Linked DNA regions of Sus scrofa: region 1 is linked to region 2. A link is a contact called in public Hi-C data. All regions are on one chromosome and are shown on one strand. Each heading gives the region's core, a stretch centred on a gene start, on an enhancer-like site or on the middle of the called end of the contact. The rest is flanking DNA. Distances are from core to core; before and after follow the strand shown.

Evidence for each region. Hi-C and Micro-C count contacts between places; a contact is called where the count stands out from the background.
Region 1: a Hi-C map of liver shows a contact between it and region 2, with 2.0 times the contacts expected there. The contact joins the enhancer-like site here to the promoter of MAGI1 in region 2. A contact is called at or near these places in 1 of 5 promoter capture datasets (liver) and 6 of 47 Hi-C or Micro-C datasets (liver, retroperitoneal adipose tissue and skeletal muscle).

What each region holds. Positions count from the first base shown.
Region 1 is chr13:47,513,495-47,517,304 of Sscrofa11.1, forward strand. The region is part of intron 1 of MAGI1 (membrane-associated guanylate kinase, WW and PDZ domain-containing protein 1); the gene reads right to left. Among named protein-coding and RNA genes, the nearest start is that of MAGI1, 53 kb to the right of the region's middle. Within about 2 kb of position 1,872, at least 2 of the 83 cell types and tissues checked have an H3K27ac peak or open chromatin away from gene starts, as enhancers often do. A contact at or near this core is called in liver, where this site is marked.
Region 2 is chr13:47,566,654-47,570,732 of Sscrofa11.1, forward strand. MAGI1 (membrane-associated guanylate kinase, WW and PDZ domain-containing protein 1) reads right to left here and starts at 1,487. Exons shown (of 22, transcript XM_021070801.1): 1 at 553-1,487. The coding sequence starts at 865.

The DNA.
Region 1 (3,810 bases), core at 622-3,121, 53 kb before region 2:
CTGCCCATGCAGCCGGAAAAAAAAAAAAAAAAGCTTTTGAGCAAAAGAAAAATGTTAAGTAAAAAAGAGTACAGGTGGTAGACAAATATGACAGCTGGAGTGGAGAAGTCTTGAGAAAAAGGTGAGAGGGAGGAGCAGACACAGGAGGAGGAACTGACCAGAGGCAGGGAAGAGACAGAAGGAGTTAAAGAGAGTGAACCATGACAAAGTGCAGGAAAATGAAATCAAGTTCTCTTTCTTGTTCCAAGTGCTATAAATACCTGGTAGGGTTTCAGGAAGCATTCCACCATGGGAAGAAATGGAAAAGCTAAAGATGAAGGAAGGAGGTTACTGATGGAAGACCAACATCTAAATCAACTGCTCGGGCCAGTTCCCTTAAAAAGACCTACAAGCCCCTTGAGGATGATGCCACCTATTCTGGCCAGAGGGTGGCCCATAGTCAGGGAGACTCTCCTTATTTAGCTGAAGCTTCTAAAAGCATATGAGCAAAGCTGTAAAGCCATTCTCGGGCACATGCCTCAATTTCACACTTCAAATTTAGTTCCTGCCATGGGACTATGCTCCCTGGAGCCAGTCTGCCTCCTCTGACAGGGTAAATGGTCAACATGAACTCAGTAGAGCATAATGCTCCTCAAGTCCACAAGTCATCAACTAGACTACTCGGGCCAGAAAGAGAATCCCAACCACAAAATCTTACTTATCCTCACGCATATCTGCCAATGGGCAGAAGAGTCATGGTATAGAGACAGAAACATACAGAGTGAATCACATTGTGAGAAAACTATTTCCTGTCTCATTCTCTCTTTTTTTTTTTTTTTTTTTTTTTTTTTGCTTTTTTTTTTTTAGGGCCACACCTGTGGCATATGGAAGTTCCCAGGCTAGGGTCAAATCGGAGGTACAGCTGCCAGCCTACACCACAGCCACAGAAATGCAGGGTCTGAGCCACGTCTTCGACCTACACCACAGCTCACAAGGATGTCAGATCCTTAACCCACTGAGCGATGCCGGGGATGGAATCTGTGTCCTCATGGATGCTAGTCAGATTCGTTAACTGGTGAGCCACGACGGAACTCCTGTCTCACTCTTTTCTTTCTTTTTTTTTTTTTTTTGTCTTTTGCCTTTTCTTGAGCCACTCCTGCAGCATATGGAGGTTCCCAGGCTAGGGGTCAAATCAGAGCTACAGCTGCTGGCCCACACCACAGCCACAGCAATGTGGGATCTGAGCCACATCTGCAACGCCGGATCACTAACCCATTGAGCAAGGCCAGGGATCAAACCGGCAACCTCATGGTTCCTAGTCGGATTCGTTAACCACTGGCCACAAGGGGAACTCCTCATTCTCTTTTAACTCTTCCAATTTTGGATTTCAAAAGGCCACAGTTTGGAATTATAGAGTTTTTTAATTCCCATTTAACACAGGTGAATTGCACTCAATGATGAATGGACAACAGGACTCAGGCTCAGAAGCTTCTATTTATGCACGTTTCTACTTAGAGCTATGACACAGAGTTTGCTCTTAAAATACATCTAATTCTTTAAAAGCAAATCGGTTACAAAAAAACAGGTCAAGAGTACAACAATAATGGGTGAACAGGGGAAAAAATTGTGAAGGTGGTTCCAAGTGATTCACATGTGAGGACTACTTCAGATCTGTGTTTTCCTGTTCTTCTTCAACGGTATTCTAAGTGTTTCTCTACAGCCTCAGTGTATTTATGAAACGTAGGTGTTGGAAATTCAGAACTAAGACATCACTTTTTCTTATTCCCAGGAAACCAAAAAAATAGCATGGATGAGCTCATACTAGCAGACTGCCTCTTGGCCTGCTTCTGATGCAATGAAATTCAAACATTTACCAACACTACAACCTTTCAGACTTTGCTCTGACTGATCAAATACGTGGGCTGATGTAGACTCTTTTCTTGCTTACCATCTCCCCTATATTGCACGTTAATATCAGTTTTCCAAAATAAACCCCAATGCCAAGAGAAAGACGTGTGCAGGATGATGGCATAGAAGGGTTTCAGGTGCCAGAGAAACATGGAGTCTGAACATGGGCAAGTTAATTATTCTCTCCAAACCTTCGCATCCTCCTGAGGTTTTAAGAGGATTAAATGAAACAATGCACAGAAGGTGGCTCGTAAACTAACTGATGTACAATGGGCACTTCATAAATGTTAGTTCTCTTTCCCTTGCTTGAAGAAAACAGCCAGTAACACAGTTAAGGAAACGGTACCTCACCAATGTCCTGACACAGACCATCCAGGCCATATAATTTAGGACAAGTATCTGCTCTTTTTCCCAAGGTCCCTGAGTGACAGCCTTCATTCTCTGTAACAAAAACACGCAGACAACGCAGTTTATACCAAGCCAGAAACAGTGAACTGCTCTGTGACCAAGGTTAATTGTGGAGTAATTGTGTCTGCCTCTAAATAGCACTTTTACTTTAATATTTACCGCTTGGCCTTCCGTTCAATTCCAGGCCCATCTAACCAAAACTTTCCAATTCCCCTTCCAACATAGGTTTAACAGGCTTCAGCATCACCTGGGAATCCTGTTCAAACAGAGATTCTCATCTAACAGGCCTGGTAAGAGGACTGAGATTCTGTCTATAATAAGCTGTCAGGAAATGCTGAAGCTGCCACTCAGTCCACAGACCACATTTTAAGAAGTGAAGCCCTAGACAACACCAACACCTTCCAGGTCCAACACAAGGACATGGGAAGGAAAAGCCCAGGGCTGATCAGGTTCTCACACAGTCCCTTCTCTTTCCATGAGTCCTGCTGTCATTTCAGCTTTTATATCCCAATGTTCCTGCCAGCCAATAAAATGTCTAACAGAACTTCCATTTAAAGGAGAACCACTGCATCAGGCCTTAGGGACCTGGTTGTCATAACAAAGTACTAATTTGCTTATTTCACCTGATTTTACTGGCAATCCATCTGATGTCAGTTTCCCCACTGATGCTTCAAACTGTCAGCTCTGCCTATTTCTTTGCGGGGTGTGGTCCTGTGTTGGTGTTACAAGAACCGATGTAGCTTGAGGCTGCTGAGTTGCTGTAGGAATCCACAGGCAAGGAGAAGAACCAGCAAGCCCTTACTAAACACCTGTCAACCAAGAAGAACTTGCATCCAAACAGACTTCACACATTAGTCATTCGCTCAACAAATGCTGGCAGGTCACTAACTACGTGCCAAGCTCGGTTCTGGGTCTCGTCAAATGAACCCAACAATGTGTTCATTACTGTAGCCTTTACATCATTCGTGGACGCTTCTTTTTCTTTAAATCAAGTCAAATGAAATTTGATCACAAGCCTGTGAGTTAGGCAGTTCAAATGCTATCTCATCAGACCCTTTGCTATGCCATCTTACATAGTTTTTAAAGTTCATGAGGAGTGTGTGTGTGTGTGTGTGTGTGCGTGCTCTAGAAACCACACATGCACATGTGCGTGCACACACACCTCTTAGGGTGGTTAAGTAAATTTCTTCCAAGTAACACAGCTAATACTGAGGAACAAAATCCCACTCGATTCCAAGATCCAAGCTCTTTTTTTCTTCTTTTTCTTTTCCTTTTTCTTTTTAGGACCACACCTGCAGCATACAGAAGTTCCCAGGCTAGGGGTTGAATCGAGGCTGCAGCTGCTGGCCTAGCCACAGCCATAGCAACACCAGATCCAAGCCACATCTGCAATCTATGCCAAAATTTGTGACAACTCCAGATCCTTAATCCAATGACTGAGGACTGGATACTGTATCCTCACAGAGACAACATCAGGTCTTTAACCCACTGAGCTGCAACAGAAACTCCTCAATG
Region 2 (4,079 bases), core at 237-2,736:
GGATCTTCCGGCAGCGGGCTTTGGGACCTAGGCAGTGATGCCTCAACCCACCTGGGCTGCTGCGGGGTGAAGGTTATTTTCTGATGGGGGACGTCCAATAAGCAAAGACCCTTCCCTCCTTCGTACCCATTCTCCAGGTGGAAACAGACAAGCGGCCAAAGAACGCAGCAGCTGCGCCAGCGGTAACGACCCCCCAGGGAGCCAGAAGAACGTCCCCTAGCCCCGGCTTCAGTTCCCCAACTCTCCTCCAGATGCGGGAGAAGCTGCGCCGCACTTGGTGGCTGAGATAACAGGTTGGCAAACCCGACCTGCGAAAAAAATCTCCGCGCTTCCCCGCGCAAACCTAAGCCCCTCTTCCCTACTCAGGTGGGCAAACAACCTACAATCTCTCAACAACTTTGTGTATTTCACCAACTCAAGGCGCTTGGCCTCAACTTCCCCTCTAAGCCGGGTTTGCCGGAGAAAAGCGGGAAATTGGGGATGGGGGGAGGGAGTCTCCACAGGCCGCTCCCCTTTTCTGGGGGCGCCTTCCGGAGGCGCGTCCCGTCTTACCTTGTCTGACGGCTTTGAAGGTGACCGCCTCCTTGAAGCTGTCGATGACTCCCAGTACGTCATAGCGGGGCAAGCCGGACACCCGGATCCCCTGGACCTCCAGAAGCAGCTCCCCCTCGCCCAGCCGCGGGCCCTCGCCGCCGCCAGGAAGCCCCGACGCCTCGGCCGCCGCCACCGCTCCGACATAAGGAAACTCTCCATTCTCCGCGCCCCCCAGCACGGTCACCCCCAGCTCGCCCTGGGGTCCCCGCTTCACGGTGCATTCGTGAACCTTGCTAGTCCAGTGATTCTTCTTCTGGATCACTTTTGACATGATGAGTTACACCCCTCTTCCCCCCCACAAAAAAAATAATAAGTGAGAGACAGGTGTCCCTCCGCAGCACAAGCCCCCCCCCCAGGCCCTCGCTGGTTCATGGGAGAGACATCTCCCCCCAAAAAACGCAACGGGAGAGAGAAACTTGGCAGCCTCGCTCGCCGCACACACTCGCGCACTCAAGCCATCATAAAACAAACTTTCTGGGCTTCCCCGCGAGCCCTGCACAGGCGCCCGCGAGCTTTGTTTGCATTCCGGTGCTTCTCCGTCCACGTTCCGGCGCCTGACCGTGCTCTCCCGGACCAGAGTCCACTCTGCGCCGCTTGGGTTATTTTTTTTCCTTCCTTCCTTTCTTTCTCGCCTCTTAGAAATGCGGTGTCTCCTCTTTGCCGCCCGCCTGGCTCGCCTTTTCTCGTTGGCGGGTTGTTCCTGAGCGTGAGGGAAGCCCTTCCAGCCAGTTGCTGGGAGCCCAGGAGACGCGGTAGCGAAGCGGGGGTTGGGGGACAGGGGGGAAGTGCCAGCGGCCCCTTTAAGCAGATACAAAGGCTCTGCTTGTTTTGTTACAGTTCATTCTATTCCGCGCCGCCGAGCGCAGCGGCCGGCGAAAGGAGACGCGCGCGCATGCGCACCGCGGCCTCCAGCCAGCCGGCCCGCCCCACCCCGCCTTCCCGAAGGGAGAGATTCCAAAGTGCTTCCCGTTGGGTCCTAAAACCGATCCGCCAGGAGCAAGCAATTTACCCTCCTTACCACACACCTCTGATTCCTCCTTTTCTTTCAGTTCCCTGGGCTCAGCAATTTCTTTCGGGAGTTTGGGGGAAGCGCACGTGTATTACTCCAACTGTTTGAAACTTTTGAAAACATAGGCCAGTTTGGTTTTGGCATTTTAAAATCATTTAAAACAGGTGGGGGTTGGGTAGGCTCACCACTCGCGCTCACACTCACGCACACAAGCACGCGCTCACGACGGCCTAAGCCTCACCACCGCCTTCAGCCAGTGGCTGGCCACGCTGTTGGTCACCCAGCCCCGGGCGCCTGCCTTGCAACCCCCACCCCGACCCCCGCCACATTTCAATCTAAAACCCTGAACCAAACCCAAAGGCGTGCGTCGGCCCCCCCCCTTCTCCCCGCCTGCACTGCGCCCTTGGGTTTGGGTCGTGGAACTAGACTTGCCCCTGTCTCTGCGACCCTGGGGAAGGGGACTCTTGGATTCCCCAACTGGGATCCCTATGAGCGTCACACGCTCACACACACACACACACCACACACACGCACTCAAACTTTGAGACCAACTTTTTTGGACGTGGGAAAACTAGACCAGGGAAAGAAGCCAAAGGCAAGAGGGGATTCGGGTCTTCAAGTGAAAAGAGGTCTAACTTTTTAACTCCCTTGTGGGCAGAGATTTCTGGAGCCAGGCATTGGTCCCAGGATCAAATTCCCGACTGAGCTGGGCAGCCTTCGGACCCGCCCGGGGCTAGGAGATAAGAATCACCCCCAGATCTGGGATCTGCACCCGCGTCCTGGAGCCCGCGGGAGCGGGGGCGCGGCAGACACCTATTGGAATTCTCAGCCCCGGGCTTGGGGCTGCCTTCGGCGCCGCCCGGGGGCGTGGGGGTGAGCCAGCTTCAGTTCCTGCCAGGTTTGGGAATGTGCTTCAGGGCTGCGGACTGAAAGAATAGCCTGCACCATCAAGGCTGCCCTCCCTAAATACTCCCCAATCGGCCTGAGCGATAGTCTCCCAAGCATTTTCTTTTCTTCTGTGATTTATAACTTGTTTATTCATCTTTGGTCCCAGGAAAGATTGCAAGTGCTAAATAAGGAAGGGGAGTGTAAGGGACTCAGAAAGGAGGGAGTGCCACAGCGGTCACGGTTGAGAGCCTTTCTCTGGGGTTTAGATCCCCACCAGTCCAGTCTCTGTGACCTTGATCAAGCACGGGGACCCCTCAGTGCCTTAGTTTCTCCCTTATTAAGTACATATAGCAATACCTCACTAGGTTCTTGGGTGTATTATGAGGGAGAAGAGCTTGCATACGATAAAAATTTGGTGTAGTAGTAGTATAGTATTTGGAAAGAAAATTAGGAATCATTTGGGATTTCAAATTAGATGATACCAATAATCCCTCCTCGCCTTTACGAAACTTAAAATATACAGGCATACATGGAAACACTTTAAAGCTCTGATTGTAGGGTGCTATTCTCAGCTAATAAAAATAAGAGAGGAATGTTGATGCTTCTCTCTTGGGATATCCAGAAATGAAAAATCCCGTTGCTTTGTAGTATTTGTAAAAGAAGGAAGTGACCAATTTTCCATGGCTCTTCTTGGTGAAGAAAATTTCATCTTCAGCCTCTTTTCTTGGAAGCAATCTATTTGAACTGGATCAAAATGAGTGAGAGCTTCAAAAGATCCATTTCCAAACACAGATCCAGCCAGTCAGAATCTCAGGGATGGACTCTATCATGGGGACTTTTCAGGTTCCCCTTAAGTGGTGCTGTTACACAATATGGAGGACCATAGTTATAGCTTCTTGATTCCTGAGCTGCTTTTTTTTTTTTTTTTTTTTTCTTTCTTTCTTTCTTTTTTTTTTTTTTTTTTCTTTTTTGCTTATAAATCACAGAGCCTTTTAGGAGAAGAAATCTGTGGTCTGCTTCTTTCTGCAGAGTGTAAGCTCCAGGAGGGCAGCACATACGTTTTGTCAGTTCGGTTTACTGATGTATTCCCAGTTCCTAGAACACTACCTGGTCCCTGGTTAATGCTCAAGTGTCTGGTGAATTAATCCTCCCCCTAAAAATGCACATTTTTGCATACTGCCTTAGAGTGAAACCACAGATTCCCCTATAAGTCACTAGCAAGCTTGACCTTGTATGTTCCCCACTCCATGTTCTAGGAGTCAGATTGCTTGCCAGGAATTTCCCCACCTGCCTCCAATCAGTGGTCCCCTACCTCCTACCTCAATTTTACATGGAAGAGTCCAAAGGATGGGCAAACCACATGGTTTACAATTCCTCCCACTGGCAGCAGCACCATCTTCCCTCTCCTGGATTCCACATGTCCCTGAGGATGAGAAGAGGAAAGGACTTGCAATTTAGCCCACTTCAGATTTTAGATTGGAATAACACATGCCCACCATCCACCCCCATCACCCACAAAAGAAGGGGTACCTGAGAGTACAGATAGCAGGGTGGAGGGATGGAGACATATTATAATCCAGGAACATAA